Linked DNA regions of Mus musculus: regions 1, 2, 3, 4 and 6 are each linked to region 5. Evidence: chromatin contacts called from public ChIA-PET, HiCAR-type and HiChIP or PLAC-seq data. All regions are on one chromosome and are shown on one strand. Each heading gives the region's core, a stretch centred on a gene start, on an enhancer-like site or on the middle of the called end of the contact. The rest is flanking DNA. Distances are from core to core; before and after follow the strand shown.

Region 1 (4,092 bases), core at 604-3,103, 670 kb after region 5:
TTTTCTGCACGCTAACATCTAAATCTTCATGGATTTAAATATGTCTGATTTTTAAATTAATGTTAGTAAGTAAAATAGTAATTATTTTCTCCCAGAGTAGGATGCCCCTATGTTTGGCTGCAACATTGAGTAGTGGCCACAACTCATCTTTTGCTTTACTGACAGGACTTGGAAAAGCTTTCTTAGCAGGAGAACTCCCTGGGAGTCATTGAGATTTGCACTCACCTCTTGGCTAGTCTGCTTTTGCTCATTTAATGAAAAGGTTACTCTAAAGAGTGGTAGTTTCTAACTGGGGCTATTTGTATGTTAGAATCACTTGGGGGTGCTTTTCAAAACTAGGAAAGCCAAGGCCACTTACCAAACCAACTAAATTAGACTCTTGGAGGGTGTAGCCCGGGTATCATTAGCTCTTTAAAAAGGCCCATAGTTATTCTAATGTTCAGTCAGGGCTGAAAGCCACTGGTCTAGACAGGGTTGCTCAGAGGCCTTTCAATAATAATGCCCTGTGACTTTCCAGCATGGAACACAAGCAAATCACTCTTGCAATGAAGAAAGTAGACATAAATATAAGCTCTGCTGACTGCAAAGCATTCCCAGTGACTTGAATATGATTCAGGGCTGCCAGCATTCATTCTGTGGTGTGGAAGCTGCGGGAAAGGCCAGGGGTGGGAGAGCTGAATGACTGGCCTTTGTGTTCCAATTATAGTCAGCTTGAGTTGCTAGAAAGAGATAGGAATGTCTGCTGTCAATTTCCTTTAGAAAAAGATAGATCAGAATTCATTTTGTGTCACTGCCTCTGGCTTGCCTCTGGCTTGCCGAGCTTGCCGCTGCCCCCAGAGTGAAAGGTCTTTCACGCAGTTATTATTGGAGATTGCATTTCTGATTCCAGACTGTACATTAATAAATTAAGGCCATGACTAGTAATATTCACCAAATGAAAATACTGCAACAAGTACAAGCCTTTTAAATGGCCTCAGACAATGAAGCTTTTTCAGACCCCGTTCCTTCATGCTTGTTATCGCTGAAAAGCATTTTTGTAGCCTTTATTAAAAATGGGGAAAGATCACGTTTGAAAGCATGGGCTTTTGAAGCCTCTCTTGTTATAAGCGTGTATATGAGGAACATGCAGAAAACATAACTAGCTGAGCAAGGCAGAAATTAAGGAAAGTAAAGCTGATATGTGTGAACCTTTTTTTGCATGCCTTTTTAATATGAGAGGGTCTAAAGTCAATGTTGGTTTTTTTTTTTTTTTCGAATGGCTTTAGGTATCTTTCTCAATTGTGTGCCTTTTTTGCTGTGTTACCATAGTGAGTAATATTAATAGAATCCAAATACTAAACCCTTGACCTGATTCTTGATTATTATGTCATATTCATTAGGTATTCTATCTAAATTCATCCATTTCTTCCCCAACATTATTGATGATAATCAGCTCCTTCTGCCCACTATAATGAAGCAGCTGTGTGAGCTGTGCAAGGACAATATTAACTCTACAGCCATGTGACTTAAGAGGAAAGTTGTCACTCTGAGATAGCCAGAAACAAAGGGCAAGCAAAGGGCAGCAGTAGTATGCAAATATGGAGCTCCTGGTGTTTAGGGGTTCCCCTCCCACACGCTCTGCTTTCCTTTAGAACACGTGTTTCCATTAAGAAACAACCCAACCATTAATCCCTTCAGATAAGCTCACAATGTTTCACATAATCTAAGAATAATGTCTCAAAGATGAGACCGGCTCGTTTGGTTACGCTATCAACACCGTTTGCAATCCTCCATCCACTGTTCCCTTTTAAGTCCGTGCTCAGGGGCCTCTCTTATAGCCATTACTAAACAATCAAGGGGTGTGGGGGAAGTATGGAGCAGAACTATGAGGAAGTAAGAATGGAGAAGCCTCGAAGCAGAGCTCCAGCAATAAGTTGCCCCGAGGGTGGGTGTGGCTAGAATGGACTCTTAGCTTGAATTTCCAGGTGTGGAATCTACAAGACAGTTGAGGACGAGGTTCTGGAACTCTGTAGAGGATTTGGGTTAAGTGTCCATAGATCACAGTGATTGGCTTGTAGGTGGTACTAAGTGGAGTCCCGGGAATGTATGAAATTACACACGGAGCAAGCGGAGAGAGCGGCGAGCAGTAAGAAAGGCATCATGAAAGGACAACATGCCTGTGGATAGAGAGAAGGGAGACAGGAAACAGTTTAGCAAGAAGTCTGGAAGGAAAAAGAAAAAAGCAAGTCTCCTTTTGTGACTTTAACCTTGTCTTGCTCCAGGCTTCCCCACCCCCTGTGACTAACCACCTGCCAGCTGTGTCTTAAGCAAACAGCTGTCTCTGATGACTTCCTATCTCCTCTCCTCAGCAAGTCTTATCAATTCCTAATGATACCTGAATTTGTTCTCTCCTCTTTCTCTTTCCATTGGAACCCTCGATGTCCCTCTGACCTGTTAACCTAACGTCTCTGCCCTGGACAATGGAAGTAGTCTCTTCACTGGTCCTCTGCCTCTGATCCTGACCCCTACCCCTTACCTGGACACTTACTGGCCACTGAGGAGAGTACTTACAAAGCATGACGACCCCTACCATTGCTCTGCTCTGCTTAAGTCCTAGCTTGCTTCTACGGCATAGCACAGCTTAGCATTCCTGCCAGACTCTCAAGCCTCAGCCTGAACTCATCCCCCTCCCACTCCCCAAACCCAGCTGGAGTGACCCTCTTGCTATTTTTTTGAGTATACCAAATTCTTCCCATGGCACTGTCTCTGCTATTCCTCCATGTAAAGTGGTCTGCCCCAGACCTACACAGGACCGGAACTGTTTTTCAACGAGGCCTCACCTTAAGAGCTGCCTCCAAAGAGGGGATTTCCCTAGCCACGGGGTCAAATTGGCAGAGAGTGTTTAAGTTGCTAGAGCCTTTGTTAATAAGGTATCTCCCACTAGGTGGCTTAAACAATAGACACTAAGTATCTCCTGGTGGAGAGAAACCTGAGACAAAGGTTTGTTTCCCTCTGTGAGCTAGAGATTGTTACAGGCTGTCCTCAGGCTTGCGTGTTGGCAGGCATCTCCTTTTATCCTGTTGGATTCCTCTATGGGTGCCTCTGTCCAAAGCCCCTCCTCTATCAGGCTATGGCTCACTGGAGTAAGGTTCACGCCCATGTGTTCATTTTAACCCGGTTACCTCTATAAGGAGGATTTGGACACTAGAACCTCAATAAATGGGAGAGGGGCACAGCTCAACCCACAAACACAGCCAAGTGCAACCATACTCCACGGCTGTATTGTCTTCATAGTGTTGTCCCTGTCTGCAATTATAATGCTTGCTTTTTATTATTCACCTCTGAAATTTCCATAGGGGGAAAAAACCTTGTCTGTGGAGCAGAATCTGCCAATGTCCCTGACAGATCCCGTTATCATAGATACCAATGGCACCCCACTGGAAGCATCTGCAGTTTTCTATCAGAGGTTTTCCCTAGCAGGCTTGCTGTTGCTTGAGGCAGGTGGAATGCTGGGAAAGGTCATGACAGATGAGACTTGGTTAAGTCAGCTGACGTGGGTTTCTGCCACCACCGAGCTGTTGTCACGGGACTAAGCTGAGTTACTCATAGTGTCCATGAGTGTACCTGCGTTGGCCTCCCTTCCTCCTGTCCATACCCTTATCACTATTATCTGCCCTTATCACTATTTATCTGCATCCTTAAAGGTCCATAATAAAAAATTAATGATAAATGCTCAGTATGTAATAATAGATGATCAGAGGTCACAATTGACAATGTCAAGGACTGCACAAAAGTATCTGGTAGGAGATACTTTTTATAAGAGCAATGTGGCAATTATGAAGTCTAGATAGAAAGTGAAAGTCTAGGTTTGGTGATCAGAGTTGACTAATAAGCAACCAGGACCAGGAAAATCAGCTTTTTTAGATGACAGCGTAGAAGAATCCTTTGATTTTTTTTTTAATGAGAAATATTTGTGTATATTTGATGCTGACTTAATAGCAAAAGAAAGGATGAAGATAAAGAATACAGGTTTGTTTGTTTGTTTGTTTTAAAGTTATTTATTTTATGTATGTGAGTACAGGGTTGCTGTCTTCAGGCCTCGGATCCCATTAC
Region 2 (4,249 bases), core at 103-2,602, 800 kb after region 5:
GCTGACTGACAAGTGAGCTCTGAGGATCCTCCTGTCTGCCCTCCTGTGGTGTTCTGTGGTTACAGGCATGCACAACCACACCCAGGTTTTGCAAGGTTGTTAAGGATTTGAACTCAGGTCCTTATGTTTGACAGCAAGTGCTTTTACCCACTGAGCCATTTCTCATCCTCTTTACCTTTAAATTATATATATCATATATATATATATATATATATATATATATATATATATATATATAATATATATACCACATATATATTATATTATATTATATTATATTATATTATATATAATATTATATATAATTAATTAAGATATATTTCATATAAAATTTAGGTGGCTGTAAATAAATTATTTGCATTATTGCCATTGCTACTGTCTTTTTTCTCTTTCTGCAGAGACAGAGATTTTTATCAGGCATCTTAGCTTTCTTGCTTCATTTGCACCATACATGCAGACAGACTCTCGAGTTTCTACAGATGACTGTAACTTAGAGAAAAGGGGTTAAGTCACTTTAAACCTGACCCTATCATTTATAAAATCATAATCTACAATGAACACCATATAAATATTATTTCTCATATTCCAGGAATATTCCTCTTTCAGATGTTTTAAAATGTCATTTTCTTAAAAACTTTCATTTATTTTCTGTCCTATTTCAAAGGCCTTACATCTCTGGAGTAAATAGCCCTGACAAATGTGTCAAAATATGCCTTATTCATAATTTGTGTTGGATCCTGCAGTCCCCAGTAGCTATTGATATAGAGATCTGAATGAATTGCTTCTGAAAATGATGGGCTTTGTGTTTCTAACCAGAAAGAGGGTCACATTTTCTTCCTGCCTTCATGATCAACAAAAATCTGTGAATTAAGCATCCACCCTACAAACGGTAATGCTTTCCACCCAGCAGTGATATGAATGGTCCATGAAGTCCCTAGAAGCACAAATGACACATAAATAGCTTTGAAAATGAAATCCATCCATCCATCCATCCATCCATCCATACATACATACATACATACATACATGCATCCATTCATCCTTCCATTCTCACATCCATCCATTCACTCATTCATACATGCATGCATCCATCTATCCATTCATCCATTCATCCATCCATCCATCCATCCATCCATTTATTCACACATCCATGTATTCATTCACACATTCATCCATCTAGTCATTCATTTACGCATCTATCCATTCATACATCACCGGGTACTTGCCATGCAGGAGGCGCTGTGATAGCTCTCCAAGTAGAAGTGGATGATAAATGTGACACCACATCAACCTCCACAAACCCACTTCCTCTCCAGAAAACTGAAAACAACTGAGATCACGACTTCACTGACACTTTTGAGCACTGGAGGAGAAGACTGCAACTGCTCCTGGCAGACATGAAGCCGTACTTCTGCCGTGTCTTTGTCTTCTGCTTCCTAATCAGACTTTTAACAGGTGAGTGGCCATCCATAGCTCTTATTGAGTTCTACTTCAAGAGAACATTAAGAAAAATCTGAAGTAGAAAAATTAAGTAAAAATGGAAAATGATTTTATTTTATTTTATTTTATTTTATTTTATTTTGTTTTTAACAAGCACAGACAGTTTCAGAGGCACTGAAGCTCACGGCTCAGGGCGTCATGCCCGGTCAGCGTGGATGTCAGTGCTTCTTTTGATACTGTGTTTTAACATGAAAAAGTACATTTCAACAGACCATTAAAATTTTAAATTACTTGTTCAAAGTTACCTGACAGTGTATAAAGTAGGAGAGTAGCTCACTCTTTTTAGAGAAAGATGAAAGGCAAGATTATTTGTGTCAAAAGAATAGAAATTGAATAGCCCTGGAAATCCTTCTATAGTAGAGAAAAAAGTGGATGACTTCCAAAAGGAAAATTTTGACTTTACTCTTACCTGGTTGGTCCTAAGTCTTAAATGTACAGTCTGCCATAGGGTTGGTGGTTTTTGTTTTGTTTTGTTGCTTTTTATTTTTGATTGTTTTGTTTTTCAAGACAGAGCCATACCAATCCTGGCTTATCTTATAAGGCTTTTAGACACTAGATATGAAGATCACCCCAAATGTAAAAAGGGGGAGAAAATGACTGACAGCATTCACTAGTCCCTCTAGACCTTAAACATTCTGGAATCTTTGACTCTTTTTCGTGGGTGACATTTATCAGACTCTACATGAGAAGTTTAAAGAGGGTCATGTGCAGTGTAAGTAATTACATACAGTCTTTTGCTGCTTCTTATTATATGCACTTACATACTGTTCTTGAAATTGGGATAAGTGAAGTGAAACATTAAGTGGTGGGAAATGCCTTTAATAGGAGAAGCAAAAGCAGAATGCTCAGTGGTATAAGTCCATCTGGAAATGCATTTTTTTCAGTGGTAGAAAGAAGGAGACATTACTTTTCTCTCCAAAAAGAAGTCAAACCTAAAATTGGATTTATTAAACATTTAGTATTGTGCTGTTTCAAAGGCACTCAAATGTTCTTAAGAAGGATGAAGAGCGAAGACCTTGTTGTATTTACCTGGAAGAAGTACTAAGAACAGCTCTGGGCCAGATGTGTTTTCTACTCTGCACGCTAGTTTTACAACCCCCCTGAAAAGCTTAGCAGCATACGTGAAACAAGAAAAACCATGGCAGGGAGATCCACTCATTTACTCATCCACTCATCCGTTCATTCACGCATCACTGGACACTTGCCATGCAGGAGATGCTGGGCTGGCTATTGTATAAACAGTGGTGAGCAAGACCAGGCAGGCCCACTCTGCTGAGACTAGCTGAGTACTAGTGAAAGAGACATGAATCAAACAATCGTATGAATTGATGGCAAGAGAGGGCACCAAGGATCCAGGTCAGACAGGGAGGTGTGTGTGTGTGTAGCTAGAGCCATACAGACTGTTCTGTGGAAATGACGCTTGAGTTGAAATTGGAAGGACAGATAGGAATCAGTGGGAAGAGCAGTGTCAAGAGAGGAAAGACAATTCAATGGAAAGTCAATCCAAAGGATCTGTAGTTTTCAAGGAAGGTCAGAGGGCTGATGTGGCTGAGCACAGGGAGGAAGGGAAGCTGGGCATGATGCCAGATGAGGCTAAGAAAGAAGTCAGTGGTCAGACTTCTCAGCCCACAGGGCCATGCTAAAGAGTTTGGAATTTCTTCCAAGAACATTTGTACAAGTTATTGCATGGTTGGTTTGGGATGCATCAAAAGTTTTCTGTATCCCAAACCCATTCGGGTAGTTGTGGTGGTGGTGCTGTACTCAAAAGACTTGTATCAACAGTGGTGTCATTTCTGTAGAGGGATGGATTCAGCTGTAGGATTCTCATGAGTTGCCAAGCTAAGCTGATCAATAAGATCTTCTGGAATAGTCACCTGAGATCCTTAGTGAGTAAAAACCAATGTTCGTTAGTCTTATGACACAAAAAAAACTGTGTTATGTAGAATGCCATTTTCCAATGACAGGTAAACAGGGGTAATAAACATGCCAATGATCATCATATTAAACGTTGCCCTAGGTCACACACACCCAGGAACTCCTAATTTCATAGCTATAAACAGAACCAAACTGCAGGAAACTAAACACTCATGGGTAGTTATAACACTTTTAGTGTTTCTAACTCTTGGCTCTGTCTTGACAAAATGATACAGGGATTCTTGCCCTCAGGCAGTACTGATAAAGACTCATAAACCAGGGAAGGCTAAGTGATTTGTCACACAACACTTAGTGGCAGAACCATTGGTAGAAGCCCAATGTGCCCAGCTCCATTGAAGATTTGTGAACAACACAAATTAAGAAGATTGAGAATTAAGAAGGTTGAGAGTCTTGAACATTCCCAGTCTTCAATGGATCTCAGTGTAAAAGTCTACAAAATATTTTTGTTTTAATGATTCTGGAATGGCAGAAGGCTCTTTCTTACAGAAGGATCCGCAGAAAGAAGCTATAAGAGAAGAGCCCCTACTTGGGCAATGGGGGTGGTGTGGGTGACCTGCTGAATTCTGGCTTTAGGAAGACTACTTTGAAGGCAGTGTAGAGTGAAGCCAGTGGCAATGACTGACAGCTGGTGATATCCAGCAAATGCTTGTCTCAGAAGGTATTCTCCTAGGAAGCTGGGATGGTAGACCTCAGACTCACTCTATCTCTGACAGTGACTGAACAGTTACTCGAGAATCCCACCATCTCTGGAGAAATAGCCATTTGGTGTTCTTAGCACCAGATCCTCCCCACAGAGCTCAGAGAGGTCTGGGGT
Region 3 (4,116 bases), core at 1,288-3,787, 570 kb after region 5:
GCAGCTTCTGTGTCTCCCATTACTAAGAGTCTTCACTAGGGTCACCCTTGTAGATCCCATGGAGTTTCCATTTCACTAGGTTTCTAACTCATTCCCCAAATGCCCCTCCCCGATCCTAGTCGTCTCTCCCAGTATTTTCTCATTCCATCCGCCCTCCACCATCCAACCCCTCCTGTTTTCATCCTCACCTAGGAAATATATTCTACTTCCACTTTCCAGGAATATTCTGTGTTGTTCCTTCTTTCCATTAAGCATTCCTTGTTACTTATGGTCTGTGGATTGTAGCATGATTATCTTTTACTTTACAGTTAATATCCACTTATAACTGAGTACATACCATGCAACATGGTTTTTTAGCATTTAAACATTCTTTCTGGTTGTGGGTTACCTCACACAGGATGATTTTTTTCTAGTTCCTCTCATTTGCCTTCAAATTTCGTGATGTCATCTTTTTAACAGATGAGTATGGTAGATTGGAGTGTCCTTTAGTTATATATGTTCAGGAGTGGTAAGGCTGAGTCTTGAGGTAGATAGATTCCCACTTTTCTGAGAAACTGCTATATTGATTTCCAAAGTGGTTATACATGTTTGCACTCCCACCAGCAATGAAAGAGTGTTTCCCTTGTTAAGCATCCTGGCCTGCATGAGCTGTCACTTGTGGTTTTGATCTTAGCCATTCTGACTGGCATAGCACAGAATCTCAAAAGTTGTTTTGATTTGCATTTCCTGGATGGCTAAGGACACTGACCATTTCTAAGTGTTTCTCACCCATTTGAAATTCCTCTGTTGAGAATTCTCTGCTTAGACCTGTATCCCATTTTAAAGTTAAATTATTTAGTTTGCTGATGTCTAGTTTCTTGAGTTCTTTAAATATTTTGGATGTTAGCCCTCTGTCAGATGTGAATTTTGTGAAAATCTTTTTCTATTCTGTATACTGCCATTGAGAGAGAAGTCAGCTACACAAAGACAAGTATCACATAATTTCATCCAATTGAAGATAAAAAAACAAACAAACAAACCAAAACAAAACAAAAAAACATTCATTGCCTAGAATCAGAGAGTAGAATCGGGTATTATGGTCCACATCTATAATACTAGCATTTAAGAGGTTGTGTCAAGAGGATTACAAGTTTGAGGCCAGCCTGATCTACAGAGCGAGTTCCAGGACAGCCAGGACTACACAAAGAAACCCTGTCTCGAAAAATAAAATATGTATATATGCCTATAAAACATCATATGGTATTTGACTGATACGTTTAATATTTAAGTTTTATATACCAGCTAAAATGTAATAAAAATATTTATATCATATATGGATGCCTTAGAAATTAACAATTGATAACATATCTATTGAAAACTATAAACAAAACAACATGGAAAGTAATGGCTCAAATATTAAGTATTTTTATAATTCGGTAAGAATATAGGTAAACCTTGACTTTATGCTTATATTTTTTTCTAAATTTTTTTACGTATGCAATATAGCTCACTTTTGTATTCAGAATAAAAAATATAAATCATTCTTTTAAATATACACAAAATCACAAATGAGGCTGGTTTCACAAAGCTCAGATTATCAGAAAAGAAAGAAAAAAAATCACCAAGAAAGTTTTGAGAAAGCTAATGTGTATGAGATACATATAACCACAAACTCCGATGATTATAGCTTCTATAAGAGTCAGACTATCAGGGAAGCTGTTGAGTACAGATGCTGACCAGGGGGATCCAGGATGGCTCTAGAAGAGGAATGTGGAGCTGGCCATGCTGGTGGGCTAGCCCTGTCTACAGAAGGCCCAGGAGTTGGGGAGAGGTGTGGAGAGCTGGTTACAAAGGCCCCGGGTGTCTCTGTGGTGAATCTTCCAATGGTCTGCTGTTTGAAATGTTTCTTTGAGGGACATAGGGAACATGAGGTAGCAAGGGTGTTTCGTTTACCTCCTGTTTCCCTAAGAAAATATGGTGTTTTTATGACTTCCTCTTTGCTCTGGAAATTTCTGCAGCTGCTCAGATGCCTGGGTGCTTGCCAAGTGTGTACTTGGAAGCGGTTTTCAAAATTGGTAGAAGTGAGTTATACATACACTCCATAGGATCGCCTTAAGATTATTTCAAACTTCAATCTCATAACGTTTATGCAGAATTTAAACACGTGCATAGAAATCTCTCAGCTTCCCACACAGCCTTGTATTTTGGATTCGTCTGTAAGAGTTTGTCTTCTGAGAGAGGTTTTTCTCTCTTCTTTAGAATGCCTTGTTTGTCTGCTTTTGTTGTTGCTGGGCCCTAAGCGCCCACATTTCACAGCTCCGATGCTCATCAGCATGACTCTCCTGAGCACATTATCTGGTGGTGGCTGACACTCTCTTCAGTACCCCCCCCCCCCGCCTCCCAAAAAAGAAAAAAGAAAAAAAGGACTGGTTGCTAAAAGAAGTAAAAGTCAAGTCATCAAAAACAATGTAATATCCTGTGTGAAAGTCACGAAGCCTTGTGGTTTGAGTCCCTTGATCATGTGCCCTGTAAAGTGGCCCTGGATGGCAGAGAGTCATAGACCTTGGCAGATGTGACTTCAGTTCACACCACACTCTGCCTTGCTCACAGAGGAGGGGCTGCAGCCCTGGCCCTCATCAGAACAATGACACTCAGGCTGCTGTTCTTGGCTCTCAACTTCTTCTCAGTTCAAGTAACAGGTAAGCAATTTTGATACCATTTTTCCCCCTGTTTTCATTTGTGTTCTCATGACCAGCATGGTTTATTTTAAAACTGTAGTGACCTGTGAAACTTGAATGCATTTAGAGTTTTGTGCTAATTTGACAAGCTACTATTTAGAAACTAGCTAATTCTCATAATACAGCAAATAGAACTTTAACACAAGTTCTTTGGGAAGAAGTAACATTTTATTTAACAACTAGTCCCAAGAACTTTTATATTCAGAATTTTATTTATTGTTTTGTTTTGAGATAGGGTTTCTCTGTATAGCCCTGGCTGTCCTGGAACTCACTTTGTAGACCAGGCTGTCCTCGAATTCAGAGATTTAACTGCCTCTGCCTCCTGAGTACAAGGATTAAAGGCATGTGACACCACCGCCCAGTCAGGATTCTACTTTTTACATCCTATAAAACTGTGATAAGTAAGAGAGTAGGTAAATTCTAGAGGTCTTGGATTAGATTGCCTGGGCTCATATCTCAATTCTCCCTAGTGGCGTTTGGAGCAGGATTTACTACCTAAATCTCTGTAAAACGGGACCCTAAATGAGCATCACCTCAATTTCATTGTGAGATAAAATGAAATAGACATTGTGGAGGTCTTAGTTCAGGCTTGAGCAGTAAACATGGTGTTCATGTAAGTAGTATGTCTACCTGAATTCAGCGAGTGCCAAGAAGAATCCTGAAGTAAGCACAAAAGCTGGTATAGACACCAGTAAGTTTCCTTTTACTGTTGGTTGAAATATGTTTATTTAGGTTAAAATCCTTCAAGTTCCCAATAGCAATGGCAAGGAGGCTATATATTTATCAATTAGAAAGTTCTTACCCTAAACAACCTTTGGTTCTCATGAGTAAGAGCTATTTATTGTCATAAACTCCATTCCAAATGAAGAGACCATTGGAAGGAGGCCATCTATTGAAGAGAATGTTCAATAATTTCTCCAGAGGATGCAGGTCTCCAGTATTTGGCAACACATATTTACAGCTAAAGAATCTTTAAAATTTATGTTTAAAGGTTTCTGTATATCATGTTTAAGGGATCTTAACTTTCTTTTAAAGGAATACTTAAGACACCTTAATTTACTAGATAGTAAAGCCTTACCCTTGTTGAAAGTCATGCAACATTAGTGATTTTACACAGAATGCTTTTCTGATGCCCTCTGTGGACAGCCATTTGTTATAAACTCATGTATTTTCTTTGGAAACTTTTTGGGTTGGACTCAAAGCTTTGTATGTTTCACTGTTTAGAATCTTTACAGGGGTTAGCTAAAAGAGAAGTTGGCAAGTTCACATGTGTGCAGGTCGTTAGTTTTATTTACCTTAAGATAGGTTTTGCTTCATAGATACCAATACATTTTCCTACTACGTCTTAGGATTTGATGCCAAGCAGCCATTGAAAAAGTAGGATGGGGTAGAGGTAGGA
Region 4 (3,906 bases), core at 824-3,323, 690 kb after region 5:
TGAGGCAGGAGGACAGGTTAGGCCTGTGTGTGGGCATGTGCGTGTGAGGGGAGCACTAGGGCTGTGGTGAACTCCCTCAGACATCTGTTGCATGGCATTTAGCAGCTTTAAACAATGCCTGCCTCCTGATCTCACAGTCATGTAGGTCACAGATCTGGTTGGACAGGGTCCAGCTGGGTCTCTGGTTTTAAGTTTCACAATCCCAAATCAAGGTGTGGCATAGCTGACCACCATATTCCTTTCTAGGGGCTCTCTGAGTAAATCTACTTTTAATGGCATTCAAATGCTGGGGTGGGGGGAAATCCAATTACAGGGAGTTGTGGGAATGAAGTTCCTGTTTTGTCTGTCTCTCTGCCAGAGTGTAGGAATAGTTAGGTTTAGTCTTTGATTCTCTAGATCATGTGCTCCTTTTCTTGTCTTTAAAGTCAGCAGCAGCGGGTCACGTCCTCTTGCATCAGGTCTCTCTGACCTTTTTCTTCGCTTCCATTTCTCTTTTGCTTCCACTTGAAGAAATATTGATACTCTGAAGGGCTCTTGTGATTAGACTGGGCCTATTGAGCTCATCCAGACATCCAGACACATCCTCTGTGTTTAATGCCTCTATCCCAATCTTGTCTGCAATGTCTATCTTCTGCCACAAAACAACATTTTCAGAGGTTGCAGATGCTAGAGAACTGTTGTTCTGTTGACAACATATTTGTAGTTGTTGTCATCCATATATTCATCCCGGGTCTGATGTAGTGAGTGAGATGCATTCAAATCAGCATGTTAGCACTGTGTTCATAGCCCAATATTGATAAAACAATCCACTTAACCCACCATCCTCTGGAATGAAGTCGGTGGCTGGATACAGCCATGGGTGCATCCTAGGACCTTAAGTCCTCTGGTCTACTTACTCTTCATATGGTAAGAGTGTGGGAGTGAGGAGCAGCAGGAACTAGGAACGATGTTGGACCCTCTCTGGACTTCCTACCTCAGTTAAAGTGTAGATTGTGGGCGTACCCAGGCACCAAAGGAAATTTAATCCTCAAGAGAAGGGACCACTGGCATAAGGTGCAAGGGTTGGGGATCTCCTTCCAGCAGCTAAGCTGATGAGACCTTTAGAATTTCATTTTGCATTCATAAAAATTGTATTAGTGGAGCCTTTGTTGCTGCTGCTGGTGGTGGTAGTGGTGCGTGCGTGCGTGCGTGCGTGCGTGCGTGCGTGTGTGTGTGTTGTGTGATGCTGTAGAGGAGACAGCACAGAGGTTTCACTTTTGCTGGCTTTGATTCAAACCTTAGCTATGCCCCTTATAAATGAATGAATCACGTGGAACCTTGTCATATGTCAGAATCGAACCCGGTAATCATAGGCGTGACAGACATTACAGCTTTTTCACACTCACTCATGCTTATTATTATTTCTACCAATGTCATGATGTGTATTTGAGAGGGCACGTGTTAAAAAAAAACCTGGAATGTAATAGGCACGTCATACATTTCAATGTATTGATGAAGTCTAGCGATGATATGTTCTCTCTTACTCTCCGAGAGAGAACGGACATTCAGAGCACTTGCTCAGTCTGTGGTATACCTACTATCATTGACTAATTACAAATACCACTAAGGTGTCACTGAATGTGGGTGGCATGGATAAGACATGCCAGTAACTGGCTCTTCTGAGCAGGTACAAGCCAGCTCACCATCCATCCACCGACTGAACTCTGATGTGCTGGGCACAATTCAGTGCTGGAGAGATACAGTGTGGACTACAATTGAGTTTTACATTAGCTTCTCTGTTCTCTCTCTCTCTCACTCTCTCTCTCTCTCTCTCTCTCTCTCTCTCTCTCTCTCTCTCTCTCTCCTTCTTTCTTTTTTTCCTTCCCCAACAGAAGGCACGGGCCTCCAAAATACTTTGTAACTAGTTCCAGGTAAAGAAGTACAAACTTAGTGACCTCATAAGGTATGTCTTTGTGGTCTGCTGGAGCCAGAGGCAGAAATGTGACATCTGACCTCTTTACAAGCCACAACTGTTACTGCCACAGAGCTGAGAAGGGTGTGAATAAAGCCTGAAACGCTTGCTGCTCCTCTTACTGGTTTTGGGGTTAATGTTGGTGGAGAGACCTCATTTCCTGGAGGCTCACTCAGCAATACGACAAGGAGAAGGTGATGGTGCAGCCAGTCATTACCATTTGAACCTAATGACCCCGGTGAGAATAAGAGTCATTTCCCAGCTGTATGAGGTCACACCTATTAGCCATGCCCACATCTCTTACTCCCAAAGGACTTCATAGTCAGGGATTCCATTATGAGCAACATCTGATATTCTTAATAGGAAAGCAGGTCACCTGTCCTCAAAGCAGGGAAAGGAATTTTGTGAAGATCATGGAAAGAAACCCACTGAAAAATGTCTTTATAGACTGCCTGGGTATGTGCAGATGGATAAAACCAACCAGCAAGAAGAAACAGGTTGTCTTTGTTTGTTTGTTTTGTTTTGTTTTGAGACAGGGTTTCTCTGTATAGCCCTGGCTGTCCTGGAACTCACTTTGTAGACCAGGCTGGCCTCGAACTCAGAAATCCACCTGTCTCTGCTTCCCGAGTGCTGGGATTAAAGGCATGCACCACCACGCCCGGCTTAGTTTGTCTTTTCTTTATTGCCTTGAGTCATCCGTATACTGTAGGCTGCTTTATGTCATTTCTTAGAAGGTGATTTCTTTTTCAGGTTAAGTTTCCATATAGGGTGATATTAAGGAGGGAGAATACAATGCAAACAGCCACTGCTGTTTAGAAATGGCTGTTAAAGTCATGTTAATATCTTCCCTGTTTAACACTATACTTGGTTGGAATTTGATATAAATAGGGACCCTGATGGGTATGTATGGAATTATTGAGATTGTTTCATTCATTCATTGATTCATTAATTCATTCATTCATTTTCAACCATACATAAAATTATGAACGGAGGCTGGAGATATGGCTCAGTGATTAAGAGCAAGCACTTGCTGTTCCTGCAGGAGACCTGTGTTCTGTCACTAGCACCCACATGTTGACTCACAGCTGTCCAGTCCCAGGGGATCTGAGACCCTCTCCATCCGAGAGCACTAGGCACACATGTGCTTTGCATATATACATGTAGGCAAAAACATTGTTATACACATAAACTGTAATTTGAAAATCAAATAAAATGAAAAAGAAAATTACAGCATGTATTTAATGTGAATTCCTACTACCTCCCCAAGCTTTGTCATAAAGAAAATCTCTCAGGATTTCAAAAAACGGCTCCATAGTATAAATAGAACAAATTAAGACTCATGGGTAATAAGAAAGAAACTGCAGTTTATTTTTGGAACTGGAATGGGTCTGGATGGGGAGCATTTTCGTTTCAGTAGTGCCTAAATCCTTGGTGGTTTGTTTCAAAGTTTTTCCATCCTAGACAATTATGATTGATTTCTCATGTGCCAAAGATTCTGCATTACTAGTTCCCACAAACCTCATATTTATTATAGCATGATGTAAGACTTTCCAGATTAAAATTGGTGGGTTCAAGATAGCAAGTTGTGGTGAGAATTGGATCAGCATTTTTCCTCAATTTCTCTTTCATTGCCTCTCTCTCTCTCTCTCTCTCTCTCTCTCTTCAATTTCTCTTTCATTGCCTCTCTCTCTCTCTCTCTCTCTCTCTCTCTCTCTCCTTCTTTGGTGTCTCATGACCATGCCAGTAATTATGAAGTTATAATTATTAGCAAATGTGTGTGGAGTGCTCTGTGGATAAGTGTTATCACTGTTTCTTATGCTGATCTTGAGGGATGATTCTATTTCCTGGAAGGTTGATGTATGTTGATAAGATTTGGAATCAAAGAATCACGGACAGAGTTGTGGGGAGAGAATAATTAGGTAAAAGGCCAATACTGCATCTTAAGAGGACATTGT
Region 5 (3,657 bases), core at 714-3,213:
CTGCTAATGGTTTGCTTGTTTTGTGTTAACCCTTAGCCCAGTTGATCCTAGGGAGGAATACAGGGCTTTGTGCTTTTGAGACTATGAGGCAAACACACACACACACACACACACACACACACACAGAGAGAGAGAGAGAGAGAGAGAGAGAATCAGCAGACAAAGAAGCTCCAACACTGAGAATCTCAGAGACAAGGCTGCCCACCTGACCAGAGAAGGAAGAGTATAAACTTTGGAATGATTGATTGCCTCTGTTTCCACTCTGTTCCAGCCAAACTGGCTGGAGATCAGAAGGTAAGTGAATAGGCTGTTGTTAATCAGTTGTCTCCTCAGATCACAGGGTTTTTAAATAATGTTACTGAAGCTTAATGATTTAATTCCCGTCCTCTACTCATTGATGTTTGTTGTGAAGGATAACGGGAACTCTACATTTTGGTGACAGAATCACAAAATTTACTTTCACCTTTGATATCCAAGCTACTGCATGGTCTGCAAAACGGAATTATTTATCCTGTGATTCTTGACAAGAAAAACTTGTAGATTAATCTAATAAGCGAGAATAGATAAGGGCTGGAAGATGGCTCAGTGGTTAAGAGCATTTGCAGCACACAAGACAATGTTCCCAGCACCCATGTCAGGAGCCCCCACCCCCACCCAGACCTCCAGCTCCCAGGGATAAGATATCTTCTGGCCTCAGAGGGTATACAAACATATGTGGCACAAGGACGCACACAGGGCATGTGGGGGCATTAGTATATTTTAAAAATAAAGGTCACATAGTGAACCCCCATGATGGCATTAGTAGCTTTACATTTATTTATCTATTGTGCATGTGTATATGCCAGAGGATAATTTTCATGAGTAGGTTCTTGCTTTCCATTTAGTGAGCTAGGGTCTCTTGTTTGTGGCCAGGGCTCGCTGGCCCTCCAGTCTCCATCTTGCATTTCAGGAGGTCTGGCTTGCACAGCAAGTCATCTCCCTCCCTTTCCTTTCTTCTTCTTTTCTTTTGTGGCAAGGTCTCATGCGGCACAGGTTGGTCCCAGACTTGCTAGGTAGCCCATGTCAGCGCTGAACTCCTGATCTCTCTCCCTCCATCTCCTAAGTGCTAGATCACAGACCTGTTTCTTCAGGGTGGCTTCGATTATTTCTGAAGCTTAGTGATTACATATAGAAGTTCATTTTATTACTTTGTTTCCTTGTGTGTGCTTGTTAGGAATCAAACACAGGGCATCTCAGATGCTAAGCTGCTCTAAAACTGATTTTTTTATATGTTTGTAAAATTTCACAATAGTTTCTTAAATGTTTAGATTTAAAAGGTTAATCTTACGCTTTTCTCCTCTCTTAAAACAATAGCAACAACAACAACCTTAAGAAAGTGTGTGCAGCTAATAAGACTGCCTTTTGCTTCTTTTTCTGAAAGACGGAACTCATTCCGTACAGCAGTCTCCTTGGAACAGACACAGAATGGCAGTGACAGTACAAAGGCAACGACGCCAGAACAGGTAAAGATTTCTTTTCTTCTTTTTTCGCTTTTGAGCTCTGTCCCAGGACCAATCCCATTTCTACAAAGAAATCAAATCGAGATCCCTTCGAGACGCCCTAGGGTCGCCGGTCCTCAGCTGATTCGCAGAGGCGCCGCCAGGCGAGGAAAGTTCCGTCCGCCCCACCTAGCAGGGGCGGGGAGCGACGTCAGCACGTCGGCCCTCACGTCCAGCTGGGTGACTACTGACCGGAATGCCCAGGCTGGCTCCGACCGCTTTCAGAGCCTGAGCGAGGGCACTGCGGCTGCGCAGGCATGCCGGGGGAGGGGCTTCGGGGCTGAGCGGCCCTCGAGGAGCGGCTGCCGGAGGGCCGGGTAAATCCCCAGAGGCCGGAATGATTAGCCCAGGGGCTGCTCCGCCCCTGGCTCCTCCCACCCCGCGTCGGCGCTACCCCGCCTCCGCCTCCGCCTCCCGCCCGGCTTCGGGGTGACACGGGGCTTCGCCGCGGGCAGGGCGGAGGGCAGCAAGTTAGCCCGCGGCGGGGTGGCGCCGGCGGGCCTGTGAGCGTGGTGAGGGGACGCCGAGGTCGGGCGGAGGCTGCCGCGGGGCGGGAAGGCCCGGGGGAATGCGGCGCAGGGCTGCAGCCTGAGGGGCGGCGGCGGCGGGCGAGGGGGCGCGGCCGGCCCGGGCGGGTCTGGCTGCGGCCGGTTGGCGTGGGTCCCGGGTCTGGGTCCCAGAGCGCTCCGGGCCGCGCTTCTGAAGTTGATTGGCACGCCTGACGTTTGTCTCTCTTGTTCGTAACGGGGACGCAGGGAGGAAATGGAAAGGTCCCCGGACTGCTGCGAGGCGGGGTCTGGGGTCGTCCCACGGGAGGTGGTCCTTGCCACGGTGTGTGAGCCCCTTTCTTCTTGGGTGGAGAGGTGGAAGCCAGGTAGGCAGGATGACTTTCGCTGTGTGGATGGTTAAAACAAACAAACCAGGAATTCCTCGGGCCCTCCCCCCACGCCCTGCCCTGCAACGCAGCAAACATTCCCAGCAACTTTTAAGAAGCTGGCGAGAAATCTCGGATATTTGTTGTGTTTGATCTGTGCTCCTGGTTAAAGGAAGGCGTGAGTAGGGAGCCGTCTTCCTTCCCATCTACCGCAGTTTTGGTTGTGAATCTGCCTGGAAGGTTTTAGTATTTTATGTTGATCATTAGTCGTGGTGTGCCAAACAGGAGTTTCTGGAATATCTAATCACATTAAAAATTTATCCCTTTGAATGGGGTGATCAAGGCAGACGGATATCTGGATTTTTTTTTTTCAAATGTGGCTTAAAAAAACTTAGGATATTTTTGTATTTCACAGACCTATTTACGAGACCAGCTACCCCTGATGAAGAAGTGTTGGAGTAGTTGCTGAAATTGACCCTTATTGACCTGAGACAGTCTTATTTGTTCTACGAATTTTTTTTTTTGTTTTTTTTTTGTTTATTCCACTGCTTTGAGCTTTACTGTAACGGCTGATAAACTTGGAAAATAAAGTAATATGATATGGTCTTGAACCGTCTTTTTGAGGAAATATTAAAGTACCAGAGTGGAAAGCCAGAATGGCAGCCAGAGAGAGGCTCTTTGAACTTTGGATGCTTTATTGTACAAAGGTAATTTGCTTTCCTTTTATTTCTGTACTTAAAATTACTTGATTATAAAATTTTGTATCCAGCATTATGACCTTATTGTGTAGTGTGTTTGTGCATATTGATAATCCTGAACTGGCAGGTGTGGTGGTGCATACCTTTAGTCCCAGAACAGAGTCCTAGAACAATGCCGGGCCAGGTGGTGTTATGTGAGTTTGAGTCTATCCTAGTGGACGTAAGACATTTCCAGGACAGCCAGGGCTGCAATTCTCAAAACAGAACCCCAAACAACTCCCCCATCCTGAATTTAAAAAACATGCAAGAGAAATAAATAAATTTTAAAAAACATGTAAGAGATCTTGAATTTCCCATATTTATTTTTCAGTTTTGAGTACATTGACAATATTGGCCTGCTATTAAAAACTTACAAATATTTCTTTGATATATCTTCAGTGATCTCAAAATTATATAGGTAGATTGTACCTATAAAAGAAAAATAAAACTCTTATTGTTTGTAGGATATGTGGGGGGGCCACATGGGTGCCTTGGTACTTTTTTAGAG
Region 6 (3,682 bases), core at 193-2,692, 760 kb after region 5:
TGAAGGCTGGGATTCAGGAAATCCTGGGAACTTGAAGATCCTGCAGGAACAACCTGAATGGGCAGGTGCATTCTTTGGAGTCAAGTAACCCTAAAGTTCTGCATCATCAAGGACATGGATGGACCATAGGCATGATCAGGGCACCCAACTTAGCTGAGGATACAACTGTCTTCTGTTATAGCATTCTTGAGTCATGTGGTCAAAGGTCTCTATCTTTGGAGAGGAAGTGAGTTCCTTAAGATGAGAATGGTCTGGTAAGAAGGGGCACCAGAGTATAACTTATATGGGTGACATGTTATCTAAAACACTCTGGGATAAGGGAATGCCTTAGTGGTCGAGAGCATGTACTGTTCTTGTAGAAGACCCATGTTCAGAAACCTAGATCTGATGACTCACAACCACCCACAACTCCAGCTACAAGGGGTCTAACACCCTCTTCTGACCTCTAGTGGCATCCACACTTACACATGCACATAATTTTAAAACAAAAATAGCAAATCTAAAATACTGGATACCATGATGCATGAGATCTGGAGTCACGAACTGTGTGGTGGGCCATCTCTGTCTCACTTACCCCGGGTCTCAGCTTATTCCTTTTCTTTTTGCTCATCTTGACTTAACCCTTTAAATGCCTGGGTGACCTTATCTTTGTCGCCTAGAGCGGCTCATCCTGTTGGCAGAGGTCCCCATCCCTTCTCATCTCTTAGCTTTGCTTGACAAACACCAGTTACTCCATCTTGTCCTTTTCAGAACTGGCATTGGCTTAAGACACAGAGTGTATTGTATGCCACCTGTCCAGAGAGATGTGACCTGTGCTCTCCTGCTCAGGAGTTATTAACTAGGGCTCTCCAGTGTCTCTTTTCTAATGGGAATCCCTCCAACCTGTTAAGACAAACCAACAGGGTTTGGAAAACTTCCTTCAGTGGGAGGGGTAACAAACATACTTATTGGAAAAGTGAAAAGAAAGCTTGTGTTTGAGCTCCTCTGCAGATTGTGTTTGGAAAGGGGAAATGAGAGAGAAGCAAGCATGGGGTTTTTCCCCTTTGGTATTGCTCCCTTGCTTTATCTCCCTGTTCCAACTCCTTTGCTTCCAATTTCTCTACCTCTTGCTACAGTTCTAAGAGTGGTCAGGAAACAAGGTACCATTTCTACACACCCGGACATGGGTGATTCTCTCTCTCTGCTGTGGCACAAGGCAAAGAGCTGCTTTCTTGGGTAGGAGGGGCTGGGTGAGGGCACACATCCCCTTTGGAAGATTTCCAGGATCTTAATTAGAAAAAGAAGATTTTCAGCCTAGAAGGTAGTAACCAGATTTGATCTTCAAATGATGGCAATTAACTGACTTTTCTTTAGTTTTTTCAAAACAGGATATTGCTGGTCAGGTGTGCAGCTCTTGTGGTATCGCTAGGTGTTCTCCCTAATGCACTGAGGGCATGAGCTATAGGCTCACACTCAAGCAATAGCTGAGTCTTCTTGCCTCTGATTGGGTTTCCTATGCTATGTGGTCCATATGATGGCCTGAAAACTAATGTAGCCTCAGCAATGGACTGCAGATAGAGAATTTGCTACCACTAAACAAATCCCAGAGAAAATTGTACTCAGATCCACAAATGGTACCTTCTGACTTATGGAGCTTCTCTTGAGTTTTGAAATTCAGTTCCTCTTCTCTCTTTCACTTCCCACTACAAAGTGCTGACTTAGCTTCAAAATTTCTTTTTGGTGATCTTTTTACCCTACTTGGAACTTCTATAGAGATTTTTCTTTTTTTTCCCCCTTCCTGTTATTTTCATTTTTGAGCATTTATGGGGTATTTGATGTGAATGCCAATGGGCCCAGACCATAGGTTTAATCTTCATTGTGGGGCTCTTTAAGATTGCCAGCAGAGAATTCTGTGGTTTGTAAAATTCCAGTTGGTAAGAAAGTTTCTTCCCCTACTTTGTTTCTATTGTGGCCTTTTCCTCTCCTCAATCTTCTGTGTTTGTGAATATTAAGGGTATGGAAGTAGCTTATTACTGCCAAACCCTGTGGCCCCTGCTTTCTAGAAAAACCACAGAACTGTAGTGCCATTCTCAATAGCCTCTCTCCCTTTGCAGAATCTCCCCCCCCCCCCTTGACATGAAAGTCTCTGAGCCTGTATGTTACCTTTTAACTTTTCTCTATTTCACTTGTAAATGTCAAGATCTACGGTTTGAGTTTCACGGTAAAGGAGGCGACCATCGCTGGCTCTCATGTATCTGCCTTCTTCTTCAGCTTAAAGAACAGGTTCAGCAAGGAGGCCTGTCCCTTCTCCTGCTCTACCCTCATCTCCACCAGCACCTTGGCCATTAGCATTTGTCAAGGATAGATTCATTGGTGTTTGTGTGGGTCACGTGAATCTGTCTTTTGTTGGCTTAGATCCAGAAGTCTATTGATGAAAGACCTTGGTAGCTAATTTTATCTGTTCACTGGTCCACACGATGCCCAGATACTTGATAATGCCACCAATTATTTCCTCATCCTCAGGCTAATCTCAATCTAAACTAGAAGCATATAGCGACTCCCCTGGGGCTCTGTTGGCTATCAGCAGACCTTTAGACTTTGCCAGCCTCTATAGTTGCACGAGCCAATTTTTCTTTCTTTAGATGCCCCAACTCTTTTTCTCTGCTCCTTTTTTGGAGACCTCTAACATGTTAGGCTCTTTTAGGTTGGAGAAATGGCTCTGTTAGTTAAGTGTTTTTCATGCAAGACTGAGAACCATCAGAGTTAAGAGCTCCAGAACCCTTGCAAAGGCCAAGTGGGTGTGGCAGCTTGCCTTTAATTTCAGCATAAGGGAGGCAGGTGCTGGAGTTCCCTGGAGCAAGCTGTCTACTCAGATTATCTGAAATAGCAGGCTCCAGGTTTAGTGAATGACCCTGCTTCAATATATAAGGTGGAGAATGCTCAAAAAAGACTTCTGGCATTGACCTTGGGCTACCTCTGCAAGCGTACACACATGCATGCACACCCACACATGTTTGTGTCCACATACATGTGTGCATGCATATGTACTACACATACATGCAAACACTCCCAAATATTTTAGAAAATAACTAGTTTCCAATATATTGTAGCTAAAGTTCTTGTCCCATACATTAGACTCCCATTGTACATGAGATTATTCTATTTTAGAATTTTTTAATCTTACACGTCTGGAACTTTGAACTCTATAGTTTTATAAAAACTAAAATAGTTAACACTCATTCAGTTTACTTTGTGTGTGTGTGTGTGTGTGTATGAAACAGTTTGTATAGCTCAGGCTGACCTTGAACTCCTGATCCTGTCTCAGCTTCCTGAGTGAGAACTGCAGGCATGTGTCATTAGGCCCAGCCACAAGTCATTCTTATAAGTGAAATCTAAGGGGGCAGGGTGAAGTGGAAAAGGGAAGGGCAGGGTCTCTGGAGACCTGAGGTAACATTATCATCTAATGACATATATCCTTTCCTCTTATCAGGCTTGGATTCCTTACTTTCTGGATCAATTACAATGCTCTGAGCAGCAGGGCTCGAAGGGCTCCAGTTTGCTGTTTGGAGGTTTGGAGACTTGTCAGCCTAATTCCAATCCATTTAATGATCAGAGTAATCTGGGAGCCATGTGTGTACCTATATCCCAGCTATTTGAATAGCCGAGGCAGCAGGATTGCTTGGGTCCAGGGAGTTAAAGATAA

What was found. ChIA-PET counts read pairs in DNA pulled down with a chosen protein or histone mark. HiCAR-type assays count read pairs that join an accessible place to other places. HiChIP or PLAC-seq counts read pairs in DNA pulled down with a chosen protein or histone mark.
Region 1: an H3K27ac HiChIP or PLAC-seq map of embryonic stem cells shows a contact between it and region 5, with 2.8 times the contacts expected there. The contact joins the enhancer-like site here to the promoter of Nbeal1 in region 5. A contact is called at or near these places in 16 of 39 promoter capture datasets (the 3T3-L1 cell line, 3T3-L1-derived adipocytes, the C10 cell line and 10 more), 4 of 484 Hi-C or Micro-C datasets (the 63-12 cell line, Th1 cells, embryonic stem cells and 1 more), 18 of 115 datasets of contacts at active chromatin or transcription factors (the 230-238 cell line, Th17 cells, astrocytes and 13 more) and 2 of 9 other capture datasets (embryonic stem cells and liver).
Region 2: an RNA polymerase II ChIA-PET map of memory CD8 T cells shows a contact between it and region 5, with 6 times the contacts expected there. The contact joins the promoter of Icos here to the promoter of Nbeal1 in region 5. A contact is called at or near these places in 3 of 39 promoter capture datasets (cranial neural crest, liver and pre-B cells), 4 of 115 datasets of contacts at active chromatin or transcription factors (large pre-B cells, memory CD8 T cells, neural tube and 1 more) and 2 of 9 other capture datasets (adipose tissue and pancreatic islet).
Region 3: an RNA polymerase II ChIA-PET map of memory CD8 T cells shows a contact between it and region 5, with 166 read pairs. The contact joins the promoter of Cd28 here to the promoter of Nbeal1 in region 5. A contact is called at or near these places in 4 of 115 datasets of contacts at active chromatin or transcription factors (double positive thymocytes, effector CD8 T cells, large pre-B cells and 1 more).
Region 4: an RNA polymerase II ChIA-PET map of effector CD8 T cells shows a contact between it and region 5, with 10 times the contacts expected there. The contact joins the enhancer-like site here to the promoter of Nbeal1 in region 5. A contact is called at or near these places in 14 of 39 promoter capture datasets (the 3T3-L1 cell line, 3T3-L1-derived adipocytes, the C10 cell line and 10 more), 3 of 484 Hi-C or Micro-C datasets (Th1 cells, pre-B cells and regulatory T cells), 17 of 115 datasets of contacts at active chromatin or transcription factors (the 230-238 cell line, T-cell acute lymphoblastic leukemia, Th17 cells and 13 more) and 1 of 9 other capture datasets (liver).
Region 6: a HiCAR-type map of Th17 cells shows a contact between it and region 5, with 8 times the contacts expected there. The contact joins the enhancer-like site here to the promoter of Nbeal1 in region 5. A contact is called at or near these places in 11 of 39 promoter capture datasets (the 3T3-L1 cell line, 3T3-L1-derived adipocytes, the C10 cell line and 7 more) and 10 of 115 datasets of contacts at active chromatin or transcription factors (Th17 cells, astrocytes, bone marrow-derived macrophages and 7 more).

Annotation. Positions count from the first base shown.
Region 1 is chr1:60,850,693-60,854,784 of GRCm38.p6, forward strand. No RefSeq gene overlaps it. Among named protein-coding and RNA genes, the nearest start is that of Gm38137, 11 kb to the right of the region's middle. Within about 2 kb of position 1,854, at least 123 of the 459 cell types and tissues checked have an H3K27ac peak or open chromatin away from gene starts, as enhancers often do. A contact at or near this core is called in Th1 cells, Th17 cells, embryonic stem cells and 3 more, where this site is marked.
Region 2 is chr1:60,976,562-60,980,810 of GRCm38.p6, forward strand. It overlaps Icos (inducible T cell co-stimulator), which reads left to right and starts at 1,353. Exons shown (of 5, transcript NM_017480.2): 1 at 1,353-1,455. The coding sequence starts at 1,398.
Region 3 is chr1:60,743,851-60,747,966 of GRCm38.p6, forward strand. Cd28 (CD28 antigen) reads left to right here and starts at 2,538. Exons shown (of 4, transcript NM_007642.4): 1 at 2,538-2,678. The coding sequence starts at 2,624.
Region 4 is chr1:60,873,373-60,877,278 of GRCm38.p6, forward strand. The region is part of intron 2 of Gm38137 (a long non-coding RNA gene); the gene reads left to right. Among named protein-coding and RNA genes, the nearest start is that of Gm38137, 12 kb to the left of the region's middle. Within about 2 kb of position 2,074, at least 17 of the 459 cell types and tissues checked have an H3K27ac peak or open chromatin away from gene starts, as enhancers often do. A contact at or near this core is called in Th1 cells, Th17 cells, effector CD8 T cells and 2 more, where this site is marked.
Region 5 is chr1:60,178,636-60,182,292 of GRCm38.p6, forward strand. It overlaps Nbeal1 (neurobeachin like 1), which reads left to right and starts at 1,964. Exons shown (of 55, transcript NM_173444.2): 1 at 1,964-2,050; 2 at 2,828-3,119. The coding sequence starts at 3,069.
Region 6 is chr1:60,939,784-60,943,465 of GRCm38.p6, forward strand. Gm34649 (a long non-coding RNA gene) reads left to right here. Exons shown (of 11, transcript XR_865468.2): 10 at 3,470-3,548. Among named protein-coding and RNA genes, the nearest start is that of Gm34649, 20 kb to the left of the region's middle. Within about 2 kb of position 1,443, at least 58 of the 459 cell types and tissues checked have an H3K27ac peak or open chromatin away from gene starts, as enhancers often do. A contact at or near this core is called in Th17 cells and bone marrow-derived macrophages, where this site is marked.